Linked DNA regions of Mus musculus: region 2 is linked to region 1. A link is a contact called in public Hi-C data. All regions are on one chromosome and are shown on one strand. Each heading gives the region's core, a stretch centred on a gene start, on an enhancer-like site or on the middle of the called end of the contact. The rest is flanking DNA. Distances are from core to core; before and after follow the strand shown.

Region 1 (2,700 bases), core at 112-2,611:
TACCACGTTCCATGTATCATGAAAACAGTTCAGAGAAGGATGGTGACTTGTCGTAGTCCTCAGAGCATAAAGGGGGAGGGGGTATGGGCAGAGCTGGACACTCCCTGGGAGAGTTGCCTCAGTTTGGCTCAGTGTGGTCGTTATAATTGTGGTTAGCCCGCCCCACTGGAGGGACCATTTGTAAGAGGACTGCTTCTTGGCTTCTTGACGAGAGAAGGAGGCCTTTGCTTTGAATAGATCCAAGAGTCATTCCAGAGAAAGCCAGAATTGAGGCAAGCTCTTCAGATCCATTTGAGCGGACCCCACCAGGCACCGGATCAATCTAGAGAGGTGCATCTCCGGCTGCCCCCTCCTAGTGGGAGCGTGTCGTTTATTCATTCATCCTACCTTGGCGGGTAATTGAAACACACGTCAGCTCCCTGGCAGGCACAAAAGGTGTTATCATAGGCAAATGTAATTATTTTCCCATTTGTTGAGTCTTCTTTATTGGCTGAGCAAAGTAAGCATCCTAGCAAATATGCTTGTTCTTCGAACGATACCAACTAAATCCTTTTGTCATGTTCTAAGTTCTCAAATTATATCACCTGGAGCAGAGTGCTTTGTAAAATATGGATTACTTGATCGCAGGGTGCCTGCTGTCTTTATTACCCGGCTCTTTTTCATATGTTAAGTTTAGACATCAACTCTAGCAACTGCGGGTTTAGCATCGCCAAACTCACAGGTCAGCCCGAGCCAACATAAGCCAACATAAGTCAGGTTTGTGATCCTGCCCACATCAAGTCAGGCAGCAGGTGCGGGACCAGTAGGTTAATGCTTCCATTGCTGGGATCAACCCAGAGCCATGATAATGCATAGGTGCAAATAGCCAGCATCCTTCACTCTGGAAGAAATACCTCCAAAGAATGCTGATTTGTATCCCCGGAGGCCATACCCTCCTCGGCTGCCCACATAGACACCTACTGTCCATTCATGTCCCTGTACTGGCCCTGGTCCCTCCCTACCCCAAAGGCCATGCCCCCATCACTAGATCCTAGGACCTCCTGCACATAGCTTATGTGTATCTGCCCTTCTCTGGTGGGCCGTAAGCTCCGCACCCTGGATGGCAGGTGGAGGCAGGGGCAGCCTTGCCGCCCATCCTGGTCATGCCCAGTTCCAAGTCTACCTGTTCCCTGCTCCTCCCCCATCCACTCTGCCGTCTCCTGAGCCCTGTGTGGATGGAGATGAATATTGGAGGAGTAACTTCTTCTTCCCCTTTAAGGGAAAAAAAGATTCCCTGTGACTGCCTCTTCTAAACAGCACTGGGAATCTGTAGCGGGGAGGAAGCCGAGCAGAGCGTGCATGATTAGGCCTTGTTTGGCGCTCTCATAGAAAGCCCAGCATCTGCTCCAGGCAGCCTGCCTTCATTAGGCCTGTTTGTGAGGCTGACTGATAGTGGCTTCCTTGAGATATAAAGGACAGCCTCGGGGCTGGTGTCTGCACACCTGATCTGAAGGGACCGGGGTCTTGCAGGCTTTTAATGCCATAATTGTCATTCAGATTGTACCTCCCGAGGTGGAGGCTCCGCCTCTCCATGCATAGCCTCATCACCCCCACGGAACAGATGCTGAACCGGTTTCTCCCTTCATCTGCCTGCTGCTTTGCTGAGCCCTCCAGGGAAGCACAAGTTGAGTAAGATACAGTGCCTGGCCCTGGGGACTTCACAATCTCTCTGGCCAAATGTCAGAGCCATAACAGCGGGAAGACACTTCCCAGAACCTACTAGGGAACTTTTAGGACAGTTTGGCCCTGATTAGAGAGACTCCTGAGGCTGATTTTTAAATGTCCTTTCCTGTTTCCTGACACACTGCAGCGCCCTCCATGAGCCAGGGTCTGAAAGGCTGGCTCAGTGGACTCAAACACTGGCTTTTTAAGACTAGAGATGGAGTCCCCAGAACTTTAGCGCACTGTAGCAGGGCTATGGGTCAGCAGGCACAGAATGACACTGATGAAGGTGGGCTTGTTGGGACCAGGGTGTTGTTCCCAGCCTGAAGACCTGCTAGCCCTCGCCATCCACCATCCAGGGGGAATGCCCTCAAGTAAGGAGGCCCAGAAGACAGAATTACTTAGTAGACATTGTACTCCATAGAGTAGCAGACTCTGTGTTACAGAAGCCCTGACTCTCCAGGCCTCTGCTTGAATGCCTCCAGCGATGAGGAGCTCACCCCCCCTCATGTGAAAAGTATCAGTACTTGCCAGGCAGAGTAGCTTAATCACTCTGAAATTTCATTTTAGAGCTCTCTCTCTCTCTCTCTCTCTCATATATATATATATATATATATATATATATATATATATATATATACATATATATAGTGTTATGAAGGATAACCTTGCCCCTTGCTTTGAAAGTGACTGAGTATTCAGGGCATGATAGTGTCGAGTGTCTTGCTCAGTGACTGGCATAGAGAAGGGCCATGTCAGCTGGTGGTACCTTCTCCCCTAGCCATTCTCTACAATGACCGGAAGTGTGGCTGGCCTTGCCTCACACTCCTCATTTGACAGGATATTGATGCCACTGTCTCAAGGAAAGACCTTTTGGCTTGCTCATCCCCTATTCCCCTCACTTATCCCCTCACCCAATGAATGAGCCACATGCTCATTGCTCAGCAGGAATATTGGGTTTATGATTGAGCCACATGCTCATTGCTTAGCGGGAATGTT
Region 2 (2,700 bases), core at 180-2,679, 180 kb before region 1:
AGCTCTGGGGAGACTCGTCCTGCCTTCCAGGGAAAGGTGGTGCGTGCCTTTAACTCTTCAGTCTTCCGTTCCATACAGTAGATTGCCTGACTGTTTCTTCCACCCTTTGCTGAGGGCGTCCCCGTTCGCTCAGCCCACTCTGCCCTCTGTCTCAGCATCAGGTATCCAGGCCTGGCTCCCATCTCTCTCCCATCAAACCCAAGCCTGAGGCAAGCTCTCTGCCTTCACTGCTTTCTTACTTGGGGGTAGTCTTGCACCTCTTCAGTCTAAGGTGATCTGGGATGGGCTTCACCTCCACCAAGTCATCAGCTCCTCCTGTCTCCATGATGTTTCCAACAAATAGTGCCTGGCCTCACTTTACTCCTCTCTCCTGGGTCCGTCGCTGGAGGCTATCAGCAGCTCTGGAAGCCTTGTTATGTCCTGGCTGTGTGCTATTTATTGTTGTCCCTTATTTTCCGGAGAAGATCATTGGGAGTTTGGGACTTAAATAGTCCCCACCGCCTCCCACCCAGAGCTATACATCTTTCTTAGCAATTTTCTTACCTAGAATGTGGTTTTCTGTGATGCTCTGAAGTCAGCTCATACTGGCTTCCTAGAGCCGTGCTAAATTCTTGGGAGTGTCTCAAGCCAGTTTGCTTTGCATGGGTAGCTCAAAGCTGCCGGTGACTGGGGTACTGACAGCCTGGGTAGGAGAGCAGAGCAAGCTGGGCCCTTCCTGCGCCCACAGACACACTGCTGTTTATAGCCACGTGCTGGCACAGATATAAATAGGAAGGCACTCTCGAGGCTCCCTTTGTACCCATTGCATTGACTTGCTCAAAGAAGGCCCAAGGAGTGTAGAAGGGATGAGTGCACCTGCTGAGTGTTCCAGGCACTGACTGTATGTAACAAGCCATTCCAAACTTAATGACAGAAACCAACAACCATTTTGTTATACCTAGAGCTCCTTGGATTGGAATTCCAGGCAGAACATAGGCAGGCTAGGCTGGGGCACTCAAAGCCAATGGACCTTATCATGGCCTCTCTTGTCAAGGAGAAAAGCTACTAAGGGTTTGTGTCACATATGAAAACCACCACATCAAATATGCCAAGAAGCTGCATTTATTGAGCACTTCCTGTGTACCAGACATTTGACATATTTTAACTCAACTTCCCAGATACTGGGAAGGTACTGTGGCCACATTTGCTTTGCAGATAAGGAGCCTGAGAGAGGCTAAGAAAGGTCCCTAAAGCCCCAAAGCTTCATTTATTGTGATTCCTCTCCCAGGGTTGTGAAGAGGGCACTGTGGCTTTTGTTGGGTTGGGGGCAGAAATGACTCAGGCAGGCTCACTTGCAGCCCTGGTGCACCCTAGTGATCGCCATCTGGGCTCAGCCAGGAGCCTTCTCTTCTCTGTTCCTAAAAATCAGTCAAGGCAGCCGGGACTGCTCATGCTGAGTCACTGTTCTGGTCCAGGCTAATTCTGCTTCATAACCTTGTATCTGAAGCCAGTGGTGCAGAGGACTTTAAATTAGCGATACAATTTCAACCCAATTGCTAAACTGCCTAAATTATCAAGTTTGCTCATTGCAACTTGAATGCATGCATAATTAATTTTTCTAAAGTCTGGACTAAAAGCTGCTGAAATCAGATCTTTTTTTTTTTTTCTTGAATTAGATTCAAATGTCATAGGAAGTCTTTGGTGTGATGATGTAACCCTGCACTGCACAGCAGCTTCAAGAACTGTAATTGAGATCCATCTTAGGAAGGGAGTTAGATGAGTTAGAGAATGCAACTATTTTTAAATCGAAATATGTTTTTGGTAACCGAAAGATGGCCGGGTTCCGTTGATGGCAACTATGAATTGTAGCGTTGTCCTGACTCTGGGTAGTGTTATCAGTATTAATAGACTTGTTAGCTAACTTCTTTCAGAAGCTGAGTTTTTTAAAGACAGGGGTTGCTGTCTGTTCCCCAATTGCTTGTATCCTCACTATGGGGAATAAATGACAGGAAGCACACAGTGGGTGCTCAGGCAGTATTAAGGTGAGTGTCTGCATTAGAGACCATGATCCTAAGAGCAACCTTACAGGATAGCATGTTCAACCTCATCTGAGAGAGCAGGACAGTTGGACTGAGGAAGCCAACTGTCCTTCCAAGGGGTCCACAGTCAGGGCTGAACCTGGATTGACTAAAATCATTTTTAAAGCATGGGTGTTGGGATGATTACATAAATCATCATGTAGTGTGTGTGTGTGAGTGTTTGTACCAGTCAGTGTGGATTCTGGAGACTGAACTCGGGTCTCCTGGAAGATTGCTAGCTGTTCTTAACAGTTATCTCTCTACCTTACAAATGTAATATGTGTGTGTGTGTGTGTGTGTGTATGTGTGTGTGTGTGTGTGTGCATGTACATGTGTGTGTGTGCACACACATGCATGTGTACATGCATGCATGCTTGTGGAGTTGTGATTTCCTCAGGTGTTGGCTCTCACTTTCCACCTTGCCTGAGACAGTCTCTTTGTTCTTTTCCACTGCATATGTCCAGCTGACTGTCCCTCTGTCCCTTATGCCTACAGAGCCCCTCCTGCCTCAGCCACCCCCCCATGTCTCAGTGGGAGAACCGTGATTACATACACAAGCTACTGCATCTAGGCATCCAAACTCATGCTCTATGTGAGGCAAGAACTTAACCAATCAAGTGATGTTCTCGGCCCGAATCCAGAT

The links. Hi-C and Micro-C count contacts between places; a contact is called where the count stands out from the background.
Region 2: a contact with region 1 is called in a Hi-C map of cerebral cortex, with 2.6 times the contacts expected there. The contact joins two enhancer-like sites. A contact is called at or near these places in 4 of 484 Hi-C or Micro-C datasets (bone marrow-derived macrophages, cerebral cortex, embryonic fibroblasts and 1 more) and 1 of 115 datasets of contacts at active chromatin or transcription factors (T-cell acute lymphoblastic leukemia).

What each region holds. Positions count from the first base shown.
Region 1 is chr4:46,745,997-46,748,696 of GRCm38.p6, reverse strand. The region is part of intron 8 of Gabbr2 (gamma-aminobutyric acid (GABA) B receptor, 2); the gene reads left to right. Among named protein-coding and RNA genes, the nearest start is that of Tbc1d2, 97 kb to the right of the region's middle. Within about 2 kb of position 1,361, at least 33 of the 459 cell types and tissues checked have an H3K27ac peak or open chromatin away from gene starts, as enhancers often do. A contact at or near this core is called in cerebral cortex, where this site is marked.
Region 2 is chr4:46,927,015-46,929,714 of GRCm38.p6, reverse strand. The region is part of intron 1 of Gabbr2 (gamma-aminobutyric acid (GABA) B receptor, 2); the gene reads left to right. Among named protein-coding and RNA genes, the nearest start is that of Gm32135, 46 kb to the right of the region's middle. Within about 2 kb of position 1,429, at least 10 of the 459 cell types and tissues checked have an H3K27ac peak or open chromatin away from gene starts, as enhancers often do. A contact at or near this core is called in cerebral cortex, where this site is marked.